Linked DNA regions of Pan troglodytes: region 1 is linked to region 2. The links are chromatin contacts, called in public HiChIP or PLAC-seq maps. All regions are on one chromosome and are shown on one strand. The core of a region is the stretch at or near the end of the contact, and the rest is flanking DNA. Distances in the headings are between cores, read along the strand shown. Region 1 holds the start of NSFL1C (NSFL1 cofactor). Region 2 holds the start of SDCBP2 (syndecan binding protein 2).

The links. HiChIP or PLAC-seq counts read pairs in DNA pulled down with a chosen protein or histone mark.
Region 1: an H3K4me3 HiChIP or PLAC-seq map of stem cell-derived excitatory neurons shows a contact between it and region 2, with 2.2 times the contacts expected there. The contact joins the promoter of NSFL1C here to the promoter of SDCBP2 in region 2. A contact is called at or near these places in 1 of 7 Hi-C or Micro-C datasets (stem cell-derived neural progenitor cells) and 1 of 1 datasets of contacts at active chromatin or transcription factors (stem cell-derived excitatory neurons).

The regions. Positions count from the first base shown.
Region 1 is chr21:8,142,174-8,146,438 of NHGRI_mPanTro3-v2.0_pri, reverse strand. NSFL1C (NSFL1 cofactor) reads left to right here and starts at 2,794. Exons shown (of 9, transcript XM_001154255.8): 1 at 2,794-3,106. The coding sequence starts at 3,002. It overlaps SIRPB2 (signal regulatory protein beta 2), which reads left to right. Exons shown (of 7, transcript XR_008541296.2): 7 at 1-228.
Region 2 is chr21:8,000,067-8,004,304 of NHGRI_mPanTro3-v2.0_pri, reverse strand. It overlaps SDCBP2 (syndecan binding protein 2), which reads left to right and starts at 1,973. Exons shown (of 8, transcript NM_001280008.1): 1 at 1,973-2,142. LOC104003489 (a long non-coding RNA gene) reads right to left here and starts at 2,405. Exons shown (of 5, transcript XR_001712066.4): 1 at 2,201-2,405.

The DNA of each region.
Region 1 (4,265 bases), core at 1,545-4,044, 140 kb before region 2:
GCCTCTGGAAGGTCTGAATGTCAGTTGGGAAATCAATCATTTGCTCCACCTAGCAGCTCCCCTGGGCCCCTAAGCTATAGAGGGTCTAGCGCTTAGGAGACTGGAGTAGGGGGTCAGAGGAGACACCAGTCCTGGGTACACACAGCTCCTGCCCAAAGTGAAGTCACCACCAGTGAGGACACAGCAGAGGGGGTGCCAAAGGAAGGCTGGGGTGGGGCGGGAGGTGGTGGAAGATAGGATTAAAGGGAGGGGCTGGGGTGAGACTGGAGTGGGAAGGAAGATGGAGATGAGCCCGGAGGGGGCTGGGGGTGAAATGGAGTGAAAGTGGGCTTTGGAGGGTGGGGTGCATTTAGTACTGAGGGTGGAGTTAGAAGGGAAAGTGGGGCGGGGTGGGTCAGGTGCTGGTGGCGGATCTGTGAGGTAGAGGTGAGGCTGGAGGTGGTAGTGGTGGTAGAATTTGGGGATGGGGCTTGGGTGGGATGGGGCTGGAGGTTGGGGGGTGGTGTGGTTGGACATAGGAGAGTGGAGCTAAAGCTGAGCCTTCAGCACCTCCTTCTCTAGTCTTGTTAAGGACACTTAGATAAGTGTTATGTAAATGTAGTTTCAAGTTCATGCCCTCACATCCCCTGCCTTAAACTCCAGTTGGGTCATCTGGAGCTGCCTCCAGAAACCAGCCACAGGAAGTGACCAGCACAGTCCTGCAGTCTAAGGAGAGACAGTGTGGTGTAGTGGTTAGAAGCAGACTCAGGAGCCGTGCAATACTTGGATTCAAAACTCTTTAGAAGTCTAGGTTTCCCCATTTGCAAAATGGAAATGATAACAATAGAACTCACTTCATAGGGTGCATGAGTTAGTGTATCTAAGGCTCTTTGTAGAGTGTCTAGGGGCATAGTAAGTGCTCAGTAAACACTAGCTGCCAGGTAGTGTTATGGGAAAGGATGCCCTCAAGGCCTCTAGAAGAGGGATCAGGGACCCTCTGGCCGAACAAAGAGCTTTCCCTGATGGCACAAAAATGAAGAGGGAGGTGACAATGAGTTTCAATAACTCCAATACCAGCCAGGGAACTGGACCATGAGGAGCTGATCGCCTGCAGATCTTTAAGCTGGGGTTAGTCGTTGTCAGTTTCCAGGGTAGAAAGACCTTACTGGTTGCCAATCGTGAGGTCCAGAGTGAGCCTCTAGCTTCTTGGACTTCCTGGAAAGTTGGGGTGCATTTCGAGTTGACACAATGATGAAAGGGGTAAGGCCTAGGGACCGGGGCTGGTCCTGGGCGGCCTTGCAATAGAAAGGAGAGTCTCACACCACAAAGAAAGGACCCTCCTCCCATGCCTCCTGCCAGGGCCTATTGTGGCTGCAACCATGCTCCTAATAACCTAACCCAAGCCCTAACTCGTTTGTCATATAAACTTAAAGGATTTCTTGCACAGTGTTAATAAGACAGCAAATTTTCCAGGAAAGCAACTACTGTGTCAATTGAGGGAAGACTGGACTTTGTGCTGTTCATAACCTGATTAAGAGGGGTTTTGACTAAGCCTGGGCACCTTCTCAAGGTCTCCTTGAGAAAGGGACACCTGAACTGAGAGCTGAAGAATGAGCAGGGGCCGACAGAGGAAGAGGAAGGGAAGAGTGTCCCACGGTGGTGTTGGAAATTAAAGCTCGAAGTCGCAAGGAAAACCAGCACTCAAATAAAAGATTTCTCAGCAAAGCCAATTTACTTCTGCAGAAGGGTGCCACTCGCACATCTGGTCTTCAGGAAAGCACACCGAACAAAAGAGAGAAGGGGTTTTTATCCCTAATGCGGTTAGTCTCTGCTTCTGTGTCCTGTTCCCATTGGCTGGGGCTGGACGGCACAATCTAAGCTAATCCCGATTGGCTAGTTCAAATGGAGCAGAAATGTGGGCTACAGTGGTAGGGCAAGCGGTTTCGGCAGGAAGAAGAGTTTCCGCGGGAATGGCAATTGTAGCGAGGGTATCCAAGGGAACAGATGTGAGTTATAGATTAGGACCGGCGGGAAGGTTGTTCCCTTCTTAACTAGGGGTAAGGAGGTACAAAGAACAAGGAAGTTAGGCTTTGAAAATAGAGAACAAACAACAAGTGAGCTGAACAAGTAAGTTCCTCTTTGGAGAGGAACTTACTGTACCTCTTGCAAGAGGCAAGAGGGCAAAGAAGCTGAGGACCCAGAAGACAGGATTGTGCCTAAGAAAGTGGCCTTGGAGCAGAGGCCCAAAGAAAGCGGGGAGAGCGCCTTGCCCATTGGTAAGGGAAAGGTGCTCCAGGCACAGAAGCAGCTAATGCAACGGCCCTGAGGCAAATGCAAGATAACTGGCAAGTTCCAGGAACAGCAAGGAGGGCAAGGCGCCTGGAGCAGAGGAAGCTAGCGGATCCCTAGATGAGATGGAGGAACTGGCCCATCTCTCATGGGTCCTGCAGGCAGGCCATGAGACTGTCTTTTATGCGGGGCGAGATAACGAGGCATGGACGTGTTGTGAGCGGAGGCCTAGCCTGTTCAAGGTCTGAATTTTTACCCCTAGAATGTAAGAAGCATGGGAGCAGGGACTTTGTTTTGCTCCCTGCCATATCCACAGCCCTAGAAAAACATCAGGCCATTGATAGCTCTCAGTAAATGCTTGACAAGTAAGTGAATGAACGAATGCACAATTAATGAAATGAGGGCTGCGTCAATGAATAACTGGGAATCTGACTCCTGCAGGGATCCTTCAGCCCACAGGTGTATGTAAGACCCGCCCCGCCTCTCATCCTTCGGGCTCCCACCCCCGCCGTTAGGCTGCGGTTCGCGCCGTAGTCGCCAGAGGGCGCGGAGCGGCAGGGTTTCCCGCACGGAGGGCTTTGCGTGAGGCACCGCGTGGGGCGGGGCTGCGGGCGGGCTCCCAGCTGCTGGGCCCTCATCGGCTGGGCCTCGTCGACCGGCAAGCGGAACGCGGCAGCGGGGCTGGGCCTGTGCGGCGGTCGCCGGAGCGCTTTGGAAGGCGCACGGGGCGAAGATGGCGGCGGAGCGACAGGAGGCGCTGAGGGAGTTCGTGGCGGTGACGGGCGCCGAGGAGGACCGGGCCCGCTTCTTTCTCGAGTCGGCCGGCTGGGACTTGCAGGTAGCGCCGCGAGGCGGGCTGTGTCGGGTGGGCCGGGGACTGCTGGGAGCGGGCGCATGGTGCCTTAAGCCCGCGGCGGCCGAAGCGCACAGTCATCCCCGCTCTACCGCGGCCCGACCCAGGCCTCATGGTCCCGGGACCGCTTGTCACGCGTCGCCTGCTCGGCTTGGGAGTGGGGGAACGCGGGCCAGCCCCAGCCAGTTCTGCCGTGCCAGTTTCACTCTGCCTCGCCCGCTTGCGGCGTCAGCGAGACTTCGGGCACTGCAGCAGCCGGCGAGGAGAGGGAGCGCCTGGGGGCGTGGCTGCCGCGCCGAGTATCTGCTGGAGGCCAGGCTGGTCCGAGTGAGCAGCTCTTGGGTGAAGCCCCACTCGGGACTAGGTGGCCGCTCATTTCCACTTCCGAAGTCCAGCCCGGGAGCTGACCCCCGCCCAGCCTTCCTCATTGCTGGGAGAATACCTCTGGGGTGGTGGCGCAAGGTTGGAGCTTCTTCACCTTGCGTAGTTAACTTATCTGTAAAATGGGAGTCTCGTGGAAATCGCTGTGTAGTTCATTGGCACGTACTGAGTATTCACTAAATACTTGCTAAGAAGACTTAAGCTTCACGAGGCAGGGATTTTTGTACACTGCTGAATTCCCAGTGCCTAGAACAATGCCTGGCACATAATAAGCACTCGGTAATTAACTGTAGAAAGAATTGCATAAATATTCTTGGCCAGCCTCGTCTTAGGTAGATGATGACGGTGATGACTAATATTTATTGAGTACCTACCATGAGCCAAGCGCTGTTCTGACTGCTTTACATGTCTTTTGTCATTTAACCTTCGCATTTTGCAGCTGAGATTAAAGAGGTTAAGTAACTTGCTCAAGGCCTCACTAGCTACCAGGCAGAAGAGGTAGAAGTGGAACTCAGTTCTGTCTGGTTGCAAGCAGGCAGAGCCCAAGCTTTAAACCACCATGTGCCAAGCACTTTACATAATATGATTCGTTTAATCCTAGCAACACTATGAGGTAAAGACTAGACCCATTTTATGGATGAGGAATTGGAAGCACAGAGGGCAAAGAATTTGCTCAGGGTCACATAGCCAGTAAGTAGCGGGGTTGGAATTTGAACTGAGTCTGCTGCCAAACGTAAATTACTCCCCAAACATAAGAATTCGG
Region 2 (4,238 bases), core at 724-3,223:
CAGTCTCCAGACAACTGTGATGCAACTATTGTTATCCAGATTACAAAGGAAGAAATGACATTCAAAGGGGATTTGCCTATGCTGCGCTCTCACAAGTCAGAAGCAGTCAGTCTGAACCCTGCCCTGCCTGGGCCTGGGTTCAGGCGTGTCTGCTTGAGGAAGTCACAGCTTTTCCCCAGCAGGCAGTGCAGCACTGAGAGGAGGAACGGGGGTACATGCTGGTGGCCTAGCAACAGCTTCTTCTATTCCGACTCACCACATCCCTGGGCTAATTTGGCCTTCCAGGAGCTATTCCTCTGACACTCTAACCCACGCTTCCCTCCCGCGCACTGTCTTGTAAAGGATGGATGAGCTGTCCACAGGAACGAGTGGGAGTTCCATCACTTCAGCTCTTTGGAACAAAGTGTTCCAAAGAGTGTTCTCACTCTAAGTTCAAAGATGGGGGCTGAAGTCCCCTTGTCAGCCCTGCTGATCTCCGAAGCCCAACTATTGGTTTGTTGTGGGTGTTGTTATTGCTTATATCAAAAAGTACAGAAGCTCAGGGATGGAAATCTGGAAAGGGCTGTGGGAGAGGAAAATTCCTCTGAGAGAGAGGGGTTAGGTGGGTTCTTTTCCTTTCGGAGGAACCAATTACTTGTGGGAAGCCATCAGCACAGAACTGAGCAAACTTCCACAGTCAGATTATAGGGGCCAGGCAGCCTTTCAACCTAACTCGTTAGGGCCATGGTTTCTCTCCTTTTCCAGGCCCAGGTTATTCTTCGAAAGACTTTCTACTTATTGACTGCAAACACAGACAGGCATGGGAAGAAAGACTGTATATTTAGGATATCAGGCTTTCTCTTCTCTCTGTGCCTGCTTTTCCACTCCTTTCAGAAATAGTAATGGGATGCCTGTTGTGTGCCAGGCACTGTGCTCAGCACTGGGGGTTAACAAATGAGTGACATTTCCTGACCAGTGAGGGAGATGAGCAAACAAACACAGCACAGTGGAAATCCAACCTAGGAAATGCAGAAGGCCTTGCTCATAGTAGGTGATTAATAAACACTTGTGGAATATATGATGAAGAGGCAAATACAAGAAATGCTGTCGTCTAGAGCAGGGAGGCTTGCCAATCTCCATGGGTACATGTGGGGGAAAGCTTTAAATTGGAGGAAAAAGAGTTCACAACGAGGAAAAGAGAGAAGGCATGAATGACTCTTAAGACAGAGGGAATAGCACCTGCAAAAGCATGGAGGCATGAACTAGCAGGCTGACTTTTAGAACTCAACCTAAAGTAGTCTGGAATAAATGAACTTCATGATAAGTGTGGAGAAGAATGAGATGGTGAGAATAGAAACATTACCAGAAGTCAGGTCACAGAGATTTGAGGGCAAGAAGTAGGTATGGCTTCAGAAGGGAAAGGGAGGAGCTGAGGATAACTCCCAGATTTCTGACATAGCCCATGGGTGGATTTAGTGAGACTGCTGGGGAGGCGCGGCACAGCTGGGGAAAATCACGAGTCCAGTTTGGATAATCTGCGAGGTAAACGGGATCCAGAAGGCAACTGGACTCTCAGGCCTGGGCCTCCCTGTCCCTGGAATAGCACACTCTCTTCCCACTTGAACATCCATCCTACACGGCCCTGTCAGGGTCTTCTTCCTTCCTCCAGGAGACCTTCCTGATTGCCCTAGCCTTCCTCCTATACGCCAGATCCAACTGCCTGAGTCCCTCATAACAGGCTTTCGGTCTGATTTTGCTGTGGGAATTGATGTGCCCGGCCAAGCCAAGAACCCTTCCCTAGGCAGCAGAAGCCCAGTCACTCAGTCACTGGTGGGTGGGACGCCGGGTGAATCTGCGTAGGGTGGGGCGGGGCATTTTTAGCTCAACACTGGGTCAGAAGTCACGGCCAGACAAGAAACGGGTGAGAAAGGGGGGAGGAAGGGTGACGTCACAATTGGTAGGAAATACCTTGGGACTTGACGCTTTCGAAACCAAAGGGAGAGCAAAAGCAGCCGGGAGCGCGCGGGCCGACCTGGTTCTCCTCCCTTCCCACGGCTGCCTTAGTACAGAATCTTATAAGTCCTCCTCCTTCGGAGGCTACAAATGGTGTTCCGAGGCCAGGGGAGTTTAAAGCTCGATTTCACCCGCGCAGCCTCCAATCCGGTAAAGAGGGGCCGCGGAGCCCGACCAAGTCTTCCTATCCCTTACTCTGCTGCTTTACCTGATCTATTTTTGTGGATGCCGGCGCCAGCTACGGGCGCCCGGAGAAAGCACGAGGCCGGGTGGACTCTGGTAACGCAAGCAGCAAGGAGGCCGCCATTTTCCACTCTGCAGCCGCTAGGGATCGTGGGAGTCACCCCTCACCGCGCCCGGGCCTGGGTGGGCGAAACGCATGCGCTCTAGAAGTTGCTGGGTCGCTTGGCGGTGTTTCTGCGCAGGCGCCGTAGCCCATAGCAACCGCCGTAACCCATAGCAACCGCCGTAACCTGTAGCAACCGGAAGATGTCGCTTCCGGCTGGTTTGGGGCTAAGAAAGGGGTTATAGTCATTTCGAGATCATGGAACGATGTGACAGATGGGAAACTGAGGCTGGGGTGGAGGCAGGCCCTAGGGACCGTTGCGTTGGACCTCGCTCCTGTGGCGCGGTGGATGGAGTTTGTGGCTTGTGGCTCCTATTTCCCAAAGCAGGAAATTGAGGCAGAGGGAAGGGACAGGTTCGTCCTGAGGCTGCAGCCCAGGTGATGGTTCCCCGGGTAAAAAAATCAATATGATGCCCTTTCTTTATAAGGAGAAGGCAGGGAAATGAAAGTAATTTCTAATAAAAGTATATGCATTTCACTTTGTAAAAGCTGAGGCTGGCTTACACCCGATCATGCTTGTACCCAACTTAGGAATCAGCTTAGGTTTACTAGAAGACAATATTCAGCTGAATTTTGCCAACAGTTTATATCTGACGTCTTGGGTCAAAGGCTAAATATATTTATATAAAAGCGCGGAGTCACTGTAACAGCTACACATGTACACAGACGTGGGCATGCTGTTCGGGTGACTCACCCGTGGTGAGCAGGGTGGGCAGCGATTTTCCAGAATGGTGATCAAAGTGTAACTCCCCACAACCAACCTGATATATGCATTTCCAGACAATCTAGTGTGTACTAAAACTAGGGAAAAATTCATTGTGATTGTATGTACAACCAATTATAACGGATTTTTGGCTTACTTGAAAGTTTGGCAGGATATCTGAAAGTTGTGCGGGACAGGACCATTTGTTATGGTGACTGTAATGGACTGTCCCATCCATTACAGGAGTTTCATATCCCTGCCACCCCCCCCCCAGACAGGGATATGACTGTCCCCTCAGTCTCGTGACACCCAAAAATGCCCACATAAATTTCCAATCTGTTCCTTGGAAAACCACTGATTTATTCAGTCAAATAATTTTTGCTAGCATATGTGTGCTGGGCAGTGCCGTGGCGGGGAAGGATCGTGTGTGAACGGGACAGAGCTCCTGCCCTTATGAGTGAGGTCCAGTGTAAGAAAATAGCCAGATATTAATCACATAATTTGATAAATAGCTTGGCAACAGGGGCAGTACAGGTCAGGGGTGGAATACACGGGAAGACCTAGCCAGGCAGCCTGGGTATCATGCAGTCTGGAAAAGCCAAGCAGAGAAGTAGCATCTGAACTGAGCCTCGAAGGAGCATCACACCAAGGAGGATGATGTGCACAGCAGAGGGACCAGCATGTCTGGCACACAGTGGACACTCAAATGTTTTGAATGATTGAACGAAACACAGCATGTTCGCTGGCAGGGAACCATTCCCCATTATATTGTGAGCTGCTACAAGGCAGGGGATACAGTATGCCTTTCCTATCCCCAGGTTTCACATCCATGGATCCAACCAACTGTAGACAGAAAATATTTAAAAAATAAAAATTAAAAAAAACAACAAAAATTCAAATAAAAATAAAGTATAACTTTGTTTAGCATTTACATTGCATTAGGTATTGTAAGTAATCTAGAGATGATTTAAAGTATACAGAAGAATGTGCATAAGTTATATGCAAATATTATGCCACTTTATGTAAGGGACATAAGCATCTGTGGATGTTGGTATCCGAGGGATGGGGAGTGAGGGGCATTGTCCTGGAACCTAGCCCAAGGAACGACTGTACCTGTTTTCTCACTTCCCCACATCCCAGCACTAAGATGGGATCCAGAGAAGGTGGCAGTGGTGAAAGGATCTCAGACACAGAAAA